Linked DNA regions of Mus musculus: region 1 is linked to region 2. A link is a contact called in public promoter capture Hi-C data. All regions are on one chromosome and are shown on one strand. Each heading gives the region's core, a stretch centred on a gene start, on an enhancer-like site or on the middle of the called end of the contact. The rest is flanking DNA. Distances are from core to core; before and after follow the strand shown.

Region 1 (5,984 bases), core at 2,486-4,985, about 12 Mb before region 2:
GGGTCTATGCTTTCATTCTTCATGAATACATCCAACAAGTTTTCTCAAATGGTTTCATTATTTCCATACTCCCGCTGTCGTAGAGTTCCATGTTCATTTGTTTCTCCATCCATCTGTTGACAGCTGTTTGGTTTATCTAAATTTTGGGCCATTTCAAATTAAGGGGTCTGATTGTTGAAAATGTTTGCAAGTAAAGGCATTAAGAATGAATGAGCCTCTGGGTGTGGTAGCGCACGCCTTTAATCTCAGCACTCGGGAGGCAGAGGCAGGTGGATTTCTGAGTTCGAGGCCAGCCTGGTCTACAAAGTGAGTGTCAGGACAGCCAGGGCTACATAGAGAAACCCTGTCTCAAAAAACCAAAAAAACAAAAAGCAAAAAAACCCAACCAAACGAAAAAAGAATGAATGAGCCACAGTAACACAGTCACTGTTTTGACCTAAAGACACTTAAAAACCAGGTGCAAAAGACGTGAGTCTGAGCTTGCTTCATTTCTTGAAGGTAGGAGAGCAAGTGGCTGTAGAGGCACTTTCTTCCCTAGAAGCAAAGCTTATTACCATTCAAATTACTGACCTACAGTTCTTTAAATATTCTGAGTATGTTCTCTTTAGGTATATGTATTCAAATTATTTTTTCAGTCTGTATTTTATTTATTTATTTATTTTATTTTTTTATTTTTATTTTTTTTGAGACAGGGTTTTTCTGGATAGCCCTGGCTGTCCTGGAACTCACTTTGTAGACCAGGCTAGGCTGGCCTCCAACCCAGAAATCCGCCTGCCTCTGCCTCCCAAGTGCTGGGATTAAAGGCGTGCGCCACCACTCCCGGCTTGACTAATTGTTAAAATATGTACTTTATTTGTTTGTTTGTTTGTTTTTTTGGATTTTTTTTTTTTTTTTTTGGTTTTTCAAGACAGGGTTTCTCTGTATAGCCCTGGCTGTCCTGGAGCTCACTTTGTAGACCAGGCTGGCCTCGAACTCAGAAATCTGCCTGCCTCTGCCTCCCGAGTGCTGGGATTAAAGGCGTGCGCCACCACGCTGGGCCACCCCTAGAGTTTTTAAATTGGCATTTGGAATCATTAAGTTAAAAAAAAGGAATGGGGGGGGGGAGTTTTTAACTCAAGTTTCCGTTACCGTAATGTGTGAAACGTGTGGAATATTTCACAACAGGAATCAATTGCTTGTACTTCCCAACCGTTGGCTCATTCTTGTCTTTCTACAAGAGACAAAGTCAACAAGTTCTACCAGGGAATTGCAGGGGTTTGTTTGTTTGCTTGCTTGTTTGTTTTTAGTTCTGCCATATGGATTTCAGTAATGGGTCCTCCCTTGACTTGCAGTTAAGCATGAAACTTCTCATTGGGTAGTTTCAAAACTAGCAGGAGGAATCAGCTGCTAGCTTACTGCACTGTGGAAAGCTGCACGAGATTCCAGGGTTGGAATGGAAATGCTAATTTAAAAGGTCAAGCGGAGCTGCGCCTCACGTTTTTGGCGTCCGTGTGCTCCGTGCGGGCGGAGCGAACAAAGACCGGGCCAGAGGAGCCAGACGCCCAGATCCCTCTCGCTGCGTTTCCCCAAAATAGTTCTGGAATCATGCCTGAAATGCCGGAGGCCATGGAACAGGTAAGAGCTAGCAATTCAAGACTCGGTGGCGGCTCGGCGATGCGCTAAAATCGATTCCAAACCGCTGCTACGAGCAGAAAGGGTGTAAATAAAATGCTAGCCGGTACCATTTATTTCCTTAAGAAACGTAAGCTTGGTACACAGAATAAACTATCTAGGGTTTCTGACCCAGGAAATCAAGCCCAGTTTAATAAATAAGACGTGAAGCAGAACGATAATTTCATTCTCCACATTGAGTGCAACTGTAGTGAAGGCTCTGTGTAGTGCAAGATTTAACCCGTGGTGCATGCCCAGGTTTTTTGTCTTTTGTCTTTTGTCTTGTGGAGCTTGAATCTGCTAATGGGACTTTCAGTTCCAGTTTGCACTCTTTGAGACGTGACTCCCCAACCCCCATCGGAAGTCAGACATTGGCTGTAAACAGAGCCTTTTCTTATTAAATAAGCTATACCCAACTTTTGCCTGACTTGTGTCAAACCGTACTCTTATATATAGGCAAGCAAACATTTTCTCACTCTCTTCACAAGGTTGCTCTGAGAATCACACTAATTGTGGAAAATTTTGAGTCTTCCTATTGAGTACATTTTATGATCCCCTCTAGGAAGCAAACTACACACACATCAACCAGAAACTTGAAATATTCTCACTTTTAATTAGGATGAGGGATCTTGGATTTGTCCCTCCCTCGGACTTCTAATTATTATTATAATTTAGTGTTGGGATAGCTAGCCCTTTTAATAACCATAAGACCCGGATTATAAAAAAAAAATTCGAAAAGTAGGGAGCCTTAGGCTGCCTTTGTTTGCTCTTCCAAAGAGTGAGGGAATAAATTCTTTAGTGGGGGGGGGTGGGGTGGGGGGGTGGGAGAAAAACTATCACCTGACTGAGGAAAACTTTTCCCAAGGGGCAGCTTAATCCTTAGTCTAAAAATAAACCAAAAGGATTCTGAAAATGAGGCCTTTGGGGGTAATTCAGGCAGTGGTCACGTTTTGGGGCGAGTTTTGAAATCCCTTATCGTGGGTGTCTGGATGGGAATAGATTGTTGGGTAGAGAGTGGGCGGAGAAAAAGTGTGCCCGGGCTTTTTTTCAGGGTAAATTTCACTGGCTTGCCTGTTGCTGTGCTTCGGAGCTTGTAACCTGCAGGTTACAGTTGAGAGCTGAGTCAGACCCTGCGAGCTGTTGTTTCTGATTAACTTTTGAACAACCACACAGGGCTGGAAGGAGCGCCTGGCATTCCGCCCTTCCTTGGCTCCCTCATTTTAAGTCTTAGCAGCTCCTCCTTGGCTTGGCTCCAGCAGCCCCGGGCGTCGTCGTCCCCTAAGTGAAGCCTCCAAAGGGCAGCCAGGACGCCTGTTAAATCTACTTAAAAGTTGACTGGGCTTGTTAGCACAGTTGAGTTTCTCCTGTGGTTCTGCGGGGGGGGAAATACGAAGAACCTGCCTTTTAGAAAGTAACATTCTCTCCCACACCTTTTTATTTTTAATTAGCTAAAAATAAACAGTTTTCAAACTTCACAGCATTTTTTTTTTAGCATTCCAGAAAAACATAGCTTTCAGGGATGTTAATGACTCTGAGCACAGTCCTATTTTTATTCTTTCTTCTTGCCTTAAAGGACGAACCGCACCTTGCCTAGGTTGGTTGTTCACTCCTGTAACCCTTTGATGCCTTTGGACAAGGAAACTAGAGAGGATCAGAAATTGCAGGTCTTTCTCTGAGCCCAAGGCCAGCCTGAGGTTCGGACTGCCTAAAACCAACTCAGTCCAGCCTTAGCTCTGTGTTCACGGGACAACCCTTACCTTCTTGCCTCCTAACTTTACAGATGTTTTAGTCTATTTTCTATAATACATGCTTGGTTGACTCCTAGGCATTTCGCAGTCTGCAAACCTAGGCGAATCGATTCCTTACCCTTCACTAAGAAGGAATAAGTAGGAGAGATTTTAAAAAAACAAACAAAAAAGCCAACACTCTTAAACCCAAGGAAGCCTGCATCCATCGCTTGGCACCAGTGCCTGCGTTCTAACGCTCTATCTCCTTAAGAACTGGCACATGGGCTGACAGCGTCCCTTGAGGTTCCGCCCCTTTTTGAACGCGTGGCGAGAGGCGGCCAATCAACAGGCGCGGCCAGGGCGGCGGAAGCCGGAAGCGGCAGCCGGGGTCGGCCTGGGCCTAGGGGAGGAGGGCCAAGGGCGCGGGCGCTGCGGCCCCTGGCAGTGCTGCGCTAGTGGAGCTTGCGGTCGCGACTGAAGCGGCGCAAAGACTGCGGGCATGGTGGGCCGGGAGAAGGAGCTCTCCATCCACTTCGTCCCCGGCTGCTGCCAGCTGGTGGAGGTGAGCTTCGGGGCATGGAGCCGGGGTGGCGCCTTTGAGTTTGTTTACCTCTCTCCCTGTAGGGCTGCGCTCACGCCCGCTGCAGCCCGGGGAGCGCGGAGGTGGAGACTCCCGGTGCCTCCCGCCGCCTCCCGCGGGCTGGCTCCCGTTTCAGTAGTCATCATCTTTGTTTTGTGTTCCTGGATCTTTAAGGACAGGGGGAGAGTGACTTTCCATAAATGGCGGTGTCGGCGGGGTCAACTTGGTGAATTCATAGTTTGCACGGGGCGGGTTCCTTGAGGCACTTTTAAGGCTGTCAGGATTTCCGACTGTGCGGTGCTGTGAACGCTCAGGCTCCCTGGTAGGCAGACGGGCACCGCCTCGAGTTTATTCAGGAAGGTTTGAGCAGGAATTCCAGTGTTGGGCTTTTAGCTTCTACGTTTTCTGAACCGCTGTATTTTGCGTGGTGGAAGACTGCTGAAAGAAATTGCATGTCTGGTAAACTTCCCCCAGCATGTTTCCAAGTCTGGTCCACGGTCCCGTGTTTCAAGCCCGTTAAGTACTTACTGACCTACAGAATGTATCCAGCACAGTCGATGAACTAATGTGTCTTGCTGATATAAAAACGCCTAGGATGTGGCCAGTTTTTTTTTTTTTTTTAATGCAAACTTTTAATTTGGGGGAGGGTCCTGTGCTTGCTAGAGTTACTAGAGATAAGGGAGTCCCTATTGAGATGAGGGATTCTTGTTAAGAGTATACCGCCATAAGATTAGGCTATTATTAGGTGAACCTGTAGCGCCTTTTCTTAATTGGCGATTGACTTGGGAGGACGGAGCCCCTGGGCTGTTATAGTCCTGAGTTGTTTAGGAAAGCTGGCTGAGGAATTAAGCAGTTTTCACAAGGCCTGTGTGAGCTCCTGCCTCCAGGGTCTTGTCCTAACTTCCTTCAGGGGCGAACAGTGATGTGGAAATGGTAAGCTAAGTACCTCCTGCCAAACAATGCTTTGATGTTTTCACACAGCAATAGAAACCCAAACTAGAACTCAGTATGTGTTGTCCAGGCTGGCCTTGGACTCAGATGCTTCTGCCTCGAGGAGTGCTGGGATTGAAGATCTGAGCCACCACAACCAGTTGATAATGGGAAATTTTTACATTTGCGTGATGCACATTCAATATTATCTCCAAATGGCTGGGCCTTAGCCAAAGTTCGAATGTATTTGCAGTTCCAGACTGGTGACGGCATGTGACCAAAGGTGTGTGCGTATGAGCATGTATTCGTGTAGGCTTAATGCATTTCCCCAGTTCAGTAAAAGAAAAGTAGAGAGTGGTAAACTGAGTGTGCTAACTCATGTCTGTAATCTCAGTACTCAGGAAGTTTGTAGTGGTGAGGAGATGTGATTGCTTTTTAGGGTGGTTTTTTGTTTGTTTGTTTGTTTTTTCTTTCTGTTGTTGCATTTGTTTGTTTGTTTTAAACAGTCTCACTGTGTATTCATGGCTGTCCTCAAATCCCCGGAGATCTGCGTGGCTCCACCTCCAGTGGGCTGGGATTGATGATGCCACCACACCCAGCAACCTTTTTCATTAAAAAAAAAAATGGTACAGTAGCTGAGCGTGGCGGCTTATACTTCAGTCCCATCACTCTAAAAGCTGAGGCAGGAATGATTATCAGGCAAGCCAAGGTTACATAGTGAGACCCTGTTTCATAAAAGCAGATAACAGGCAGAAGGTGCAGACAGCTGGAATCTGCATGCTGGTGTTGCTCTCTCAACCTGTGCAACTGACATTCACTCTTGTTGCCAGCTGAGACTTGGCATAGTTAATGTTAGTGAGGCAGCCTGATACCAATTCCTGTTAAGAACACTGCCTGTGTGTACGTACAGGGAGTTGAGCTGTTCCCCTCTGAATTCCATTCCTATTAAGCAATCTAGATATCTTGTTTCTTAAATCCCAAGGGTGTCCAAGGATGTTAGAGAGGTAGAGAGTGAATGTGAAAACTTGAAAGTGTTGAAAGTGAATGTGAAACTTTCTGGTTGTTTTGTATTTGTTTTCCCAGACAGATCAGGGCTG
Region 2 (5,888 bases), core at 2,076-4,575:
AGGTAGGAGATAAAAATGTCAAAATATTATTTCTTCACAACAAGCAAAGACTCCCAAGTCAACACAAACACAGAGTACCTAACTGCCTAGTTGAATTAGAAATTAAATTTATTTAAATGTCCTTAAATATATCTGAGATACAGAGAAACACTCAAAAGTTTAAGGCAAATGTTTTAATTGAATTCTTCACCAAAAAGATAGACACATATAAAAATTTTCCAAGAAAAAAAAAAAAAAAACTCACCAGTTGAATACTAAAATATATTGAAGAACTAAGAATGTATTGCATGCATCAACAATTTACATTAATATTTTTACCATTAATAAGCTTTACAAAAGATGTAATTTTATCTCTTCTGTGAAGTGTTTATAGAATCCAAATTCTCATAGACTTTGAAAAAAAGATAGACCTGATGCTATAAATACAAACCTAAAATGTCTTTCCTTTCCAAAGCCTGTCATAGTGACTTTATTTACAAAACACATCACACTACACCCACACAAAAATCAAAGGACTCACAGTTATATATATTAAAATTATAATACAGTATTTTAAAAAACTCCCTATGTTAACACAAATAAATCTTCAAAGAAGTGTGAAAACACAAATTTTAGAATACATGTAAAGTATGTTATCAATAGTATATTGTAAAAAGTTTAAAAACACAAAGACTACATATCATTTATGACTATATACATATGCAAGAAGGGTATAAAAAGCATATATACAGAATACAGAGCAATTTCATAATAGGGTTACCATAGGGAGAATAGAGAATAGACAAAATGAGGTAGATACAAAGGAGATTTTACCTCTATCCATGTTAAACATTACAAAAGGTTGAAAAAATATATTATGTTAATATTGTTAAATCTGATGGTGTTATTATATAATGGAGTCCACTATATTATTCTCTAAACTATTTAATATTGTTAGTATTTCATAATAAAAATGAAAACATCCACAGATGACGTCATGTTAACTAATTAGAAATACTAAAACAGATTTCCTTTCCCAAAGTGACAATAAATATTAACAGAAAATGCTGCATAATTACCGATGTGTATATTTATTAAGTACCCATTTATTATTTTAAAATATGCATACAATTAGAAGCAGACTTAAATACTACTTAAAAAATTCTTCTCCTTGGTCAAAGGATTTAACTTCATACCACAAACAGGCTCTCCTTGCTTTAAAAACATCTCTTTGAATTATTTCTTAATGGTAGTAAGTGAACACTCTGAATTTTCTTTTAAGCCATTTCTTTCAAATGTGACTTAGAACAAAAGGTTTAGTGCATATAGAACAGACCTGGCTTACTTTAAAGATCAAAGAATACATTGTATTGCAATACAAACAGTGGCTCAATTAAAAACCAACATTAAATCACCAATATAAAAACTGCTTTTCAGTCTGAAACTCTCAAACTGAAGGAAAATATATATGGTTCCTAATTTTAGTTACCAAACTTTTTTTCTTGTCTGGAAAATATTCCCATCTTTGTCACATAAATAATACATCCTGGATCACAGATGAAGTTTTCAAATTAAAGATAAACAACTACTTGCCTGCTGTTTCTGATATGCAGTGTTTGGATTTATCTTTGACTCTAAGAGTAGCGATCCTGAAAGAGTAAAAAAAAAAAAAGTCTGAAATTATAAAACCTTCAGTAGCACACATCTAGTAAGCATTTCATGTCTTCTCACCAGATGAACATCTGAAGCTACAAATGTATTTTAATTCATATTTTCTAAATAAAGACTACATGGTTAACTTAGACTGTTTCATCCTACCTCCATATGTCCTCAGAAGGAAGGAAATGTGAAATCAATATTCAGACTATGAGGTAACTAAAACCTTTAAGGTCTAATTGACCATTTGAAGACTAAACTTTAACAAAAGCTGTTTCACTGAATTTCCTGTCTAACAAAACAAATTACAAGGACCCCAGAGAGACTTACCATACAAATGATATTTATCCTTTTCCTTTGACAAACCCTCCTCTTCATAATGTAGAAATAAATGCCTCTTAACTCCTAATGAGGGACTCTGCACTAGTACAACATTTGCCCAAAATGATCTAAGATTGCTATTCTTTTATTTCTTGAATGCATTAGCTGTTCCAGTTGGGCAGCTCTTGAGTATATATAAGTAGTAGCTTTTTTATTATGGCTGTCAGTTTTTAATATTAAAATGGTTTCTATGAATTCTGCAATCAACAAATACAACTTCACAGTCCGCTTTAGTTTTCTAACTTGCCGAGATTGTGGAACCCACTTTTTCACTCCCTACAACGGCAGCCTTGGAGGGATCAATCAATAAATATGTACGTGCTTGTGTGTTTCGTGGCAACAGTCTGTAGTAACTCCAAGAGAAAGTCCGTTTTAGTTTTCCCCAGCACCTGGCGATTGGAACAACTGAAACTTGTTTTTAAGGCAGAGTTTCTCTAAACCTTTTATGCTACATAGGTACAACCGACAGGACTGTACCTAAAGCGGCTCGGGAGTCGGGGGTCATCTCATGGGCGATATTCCTACCTGGTCTTCTACTGACTTCCCACTCATACATTCTAAACCTCAACTACCGGGTTGGGATGGGGGGGTGGGGGGGGGGGGAGAAGGAGTCAAATCCTCAATAGGGATGGAGGCGGAGAACTGCGAGTTCACGTCTGACAGAGAGTAAATCCAGGCCCAGCAGTTTGTTTTTATCGTAAAGAAGGGCAGGCTCAAGACCAATGCGCTGTCCCTAGTGGTGCTAGTCAGAATACAGTACCGGAGCGCAGCGCTTAACCCTCAGGTTGTGCCGCAACCGATGCACTATCCCCTACCCCACCGTTCCAATACCCTTACCGTCGGACTCGGCACGAACCAGCAGCGACATCCCCTTGAGCTCCTCTACGTAAGTGGAGGAGACGTGCCCGGTGCCTCGGTCGTCCCATTGCCGGTCTTCGTTAAGGGTATAGACCTTCACTCGCCTCCGTGTATCCGACATGGTGGCTTCTGGCCCCACCGTTCCAGCCGCCACCTCCTCGCTCACCTCGCCGGTATCCCTCACTCTTGAGAGCCGGTAGTGGCGGCAGCGGCGGTGGTGGCAGCGACTCTGGAGAGGCCCGAGTTTACCATGGCTCTAAAGGTTTAGCCGCGAGAAGGGGTGACCAGAGCCACCGAGAGCCCTCCGCTCGTGGTCTCCGCTACCCCTCCCTTCACCGCGGCGCACAACCACTCTCCCTTCCTTTTGCGTCCCGGAGCTCGCTCGCTCTCCCGCTGCCGCCGCCCGCCGCGGTTACTACTACAGATCCGCCATCTTGTAACCCGACTCTCTGCCTTTCTCTTCCTCTTCCAGCAGGTTCGTACGGGCTGCCCTAGCAGGGGCTACGGCGGCCGACGAGCCCAACGCACAGTACCTTTACCTCCGAACACACTTCCGGAGAGTCAGACCTCGGCGATCTCGCGAGGAGTGCGCCGCCGAGGTGAGCCGGCCAAGGAGGGACTTCCTCCTCTTTCGGCCCCGCTTCCTGATTCGGGAATCTCAGTTGGGCGGGGAAGTCCCGCGAGCTTTTCTACCTGCGCCGGGAGGAAGCGTGTGTAGAAGGTTGCCTTGGCGATGGAGTTGCCGAGTTGTTCTTCGGGATTTGTAGGGCTGATGTTGGTCATGTGGCGGGTTGTCAACTCTGGACTTGCTCTCAGCAGAACAGAGCCAGGCTGAGAAGTCCGAATGCGTGCACAGGACTAGAGTGAAGCCAAGTGTAGGGACTCAGGCTGACAGCCCGAAAAGGACTGAGACGGGGTGAGGGTGTTCGAGTCATTCGTGAAGACGATGGGAGGTCGAGCCTTCACCCACTAAAATCCGTTATAGAATCTGCGAGGCTTCTGCCGGGAAGGTGTTCCATGGCCACGATGAGCAGTGGGCGATCTAATGTTCCACAAACGCGTTGACAGTTCCTATTTCCCGCCGAAGCGTTCTTCCGTTAGCCGGGTACCACGGACCATTAAAAGGTTCAGAGAGACCGGCGGCAGCGACGAGGCAAGCACAGGCGTACAGCCTCACAATCCTCGGGGAGCTCTCAGCTTCATGTGCCGCAAGAACGGTTTCCAGCGTGAAGTTAACGTCGCTCAGAGCGTGACGCTCGCCCGAAGGCATCCGCTCCCAGCGTAGTTCTGCCGCCTCTCCGTTCTCTTATATGGTCCCTCAACTCTTGGCTCTAACCTGAAAGGTGAACACGGGGCAGGTGCACATGTTGATCCCGCGGTGTATTTCGGGAGTTGTAGTCATCACCATGCTTGTCAAAGTGTGCTTATGATTTGACGAGGTTAGGCGGCAACTCATGTTTAAAAGGGTGTCTTATGTACATAGTCGCTTGATTGAAAAGGATTTCAAAATTTGAACTATCATTGCGATTCTTTAAATGTATGAGGGACCAAGAAAATTAGCCTGGTCTGCTGTCATTTGCCTGTAACGACTGCATATGGAAATTGCAGCCTATGGTATGTAACAGGATTCTGCCTATGATAAAAGGACGTGAATCACTATACATAAGTCCCTGATAATCTGTGACTGATATGGACAAAATGTACTTTGAACCAGGGAAAATATGACTTGTTTGGGGAAGGCCATAGAAAGCTTTCCAGAGTCAGTGTTTTAGCCCAATGTTAGAGGACACCCAAGGATTTGTCTAAGCATCCTTTTCATTGCCCACTCTAAAGGAGAAAAGAACGTTGGCAAGAGCACTGGATAGATCCTGGAAGCCCACTCAGCCTTTAGGACAGAAATTTCAGGTGCCCAGAGCATTCTCTGTAGAATGTTTTGGTCAGGGTCCATCCAGCTTATGCTGTAGTCTGGAAGCATCACTGTGCCATAGCCATACCTTCCCCCAGAGTCTTTTACAAGGAAACTACAACTCCAAAAGGTTGTAGCCCAAATGAGCCCCTGATGTCCTTGATCTTTACAAGTAATACCTTTATATGTGAAAAAATTAAAATGGCAAAGAACTTCTGCAATGCAAGGTAAGTCTCTTCAGCTCCCGCTTCCCGCTATTCTCCAGAAAACAGTGACTATATCACTCCCCACTAGATCCCCTCTCATTCTCACTGTGTGTGAGGTTAGACTGGGGGCAGTTCCTTGGTGTGTGTCCTATACATTTGTACATTTGATTTAATGCTGCTATCATCATCTAAAAATGTTAAGTAATTTTTGAACATTGTTTTCTTTCCACTAGGTTTTATGCTGTATTTTGTTTTAGAAATAGTTTAGCATGTGCAAATGTGTGTGTAAATATACTGTAGTTGTCTTTTGATGATTTAAATGACTGTTTCCAGGACTCAAATCCATCCCAATATCTGTATGATGAAGTCTTTCATATAAAATGGCATATGTTTTGCTTATAACCTATAAGGTCCTGCAGAATAATTTGTATCATTTTTGGATTATATTACTATAATACTTTATATAGTTATATTACAATACAAATGCCACACATTTTTAAAAAAGATTTTTATTGCGTGTGTTTTTGTATGTGTGTGGTTACCAGAAGGTTTTGGATGCTCTAGAACCAGAGTTATAGTTGTGAATAGCCAGATGGGTTCTCCACCAGAATTCTTTAACTGCTGAAACATCTCATCACTGCCATAGAAGCTTTTAAAAAATGAGATTTATTCATTTGGTGAAGGGAGGGGCTGTGCTACAACATAGTGTAGAAGTCAGTCCTAGAAGTCAAAGTCAGGTTGTCAGTCTTGGCGGCAAGCACATTAGAACCCTTTCTCCTACCTGACACAGGTATTTTTGCAGGAGGAAAAAAAATGCAGAAAACAAAAAACAAAAAACCCTCCCTTAAGCCATATGAGTTTGGTAGAATTCATGTATATAATATGTATGTATGTATGTATAT

The links. Promoter capture Hi-C pulls out the DNA fragments that hold promoters and counts their contacts.
Region 1: a promoter capture Hi-C map of hematopoietic stem and progenitor cells shows a contact between it and region 2. The contact joins the promoter of Mat2b here to the promoter of Ppp4r3b in region 2. A contact is called at or near these places in 4 of 39 promoter capture datasets (cranial neural crest, hematopoietic stem and progenitor cells, pre-B cells and 1 more).

The regions. Positions count from the first base shown.
Region 1 is chr11:40,690,433-40,696,416 of GRCm38.p6, reverse strand. Mat2b (methionine adenosyltransferase II, beta) reads left to right here and starts at 3,735. Exons shown (of 7, transcript NM_134017.2): 1 at 3,735-3,939. The coding sequence starts at 3,877.
Region 2 is chr11:29,170,413-29,176,300 of GRCm38.p6, reverse strand. It overlaps Ppp4r3b (protein phosphatase 4 regulatory subunit 3B), which reads right to left and starts at 3,325. Exons shown (of 16, transcript NM_134034.3): 1 at 2,854-3,325; 2 at 1,573-1,628. The coding sequence starts at 2,995.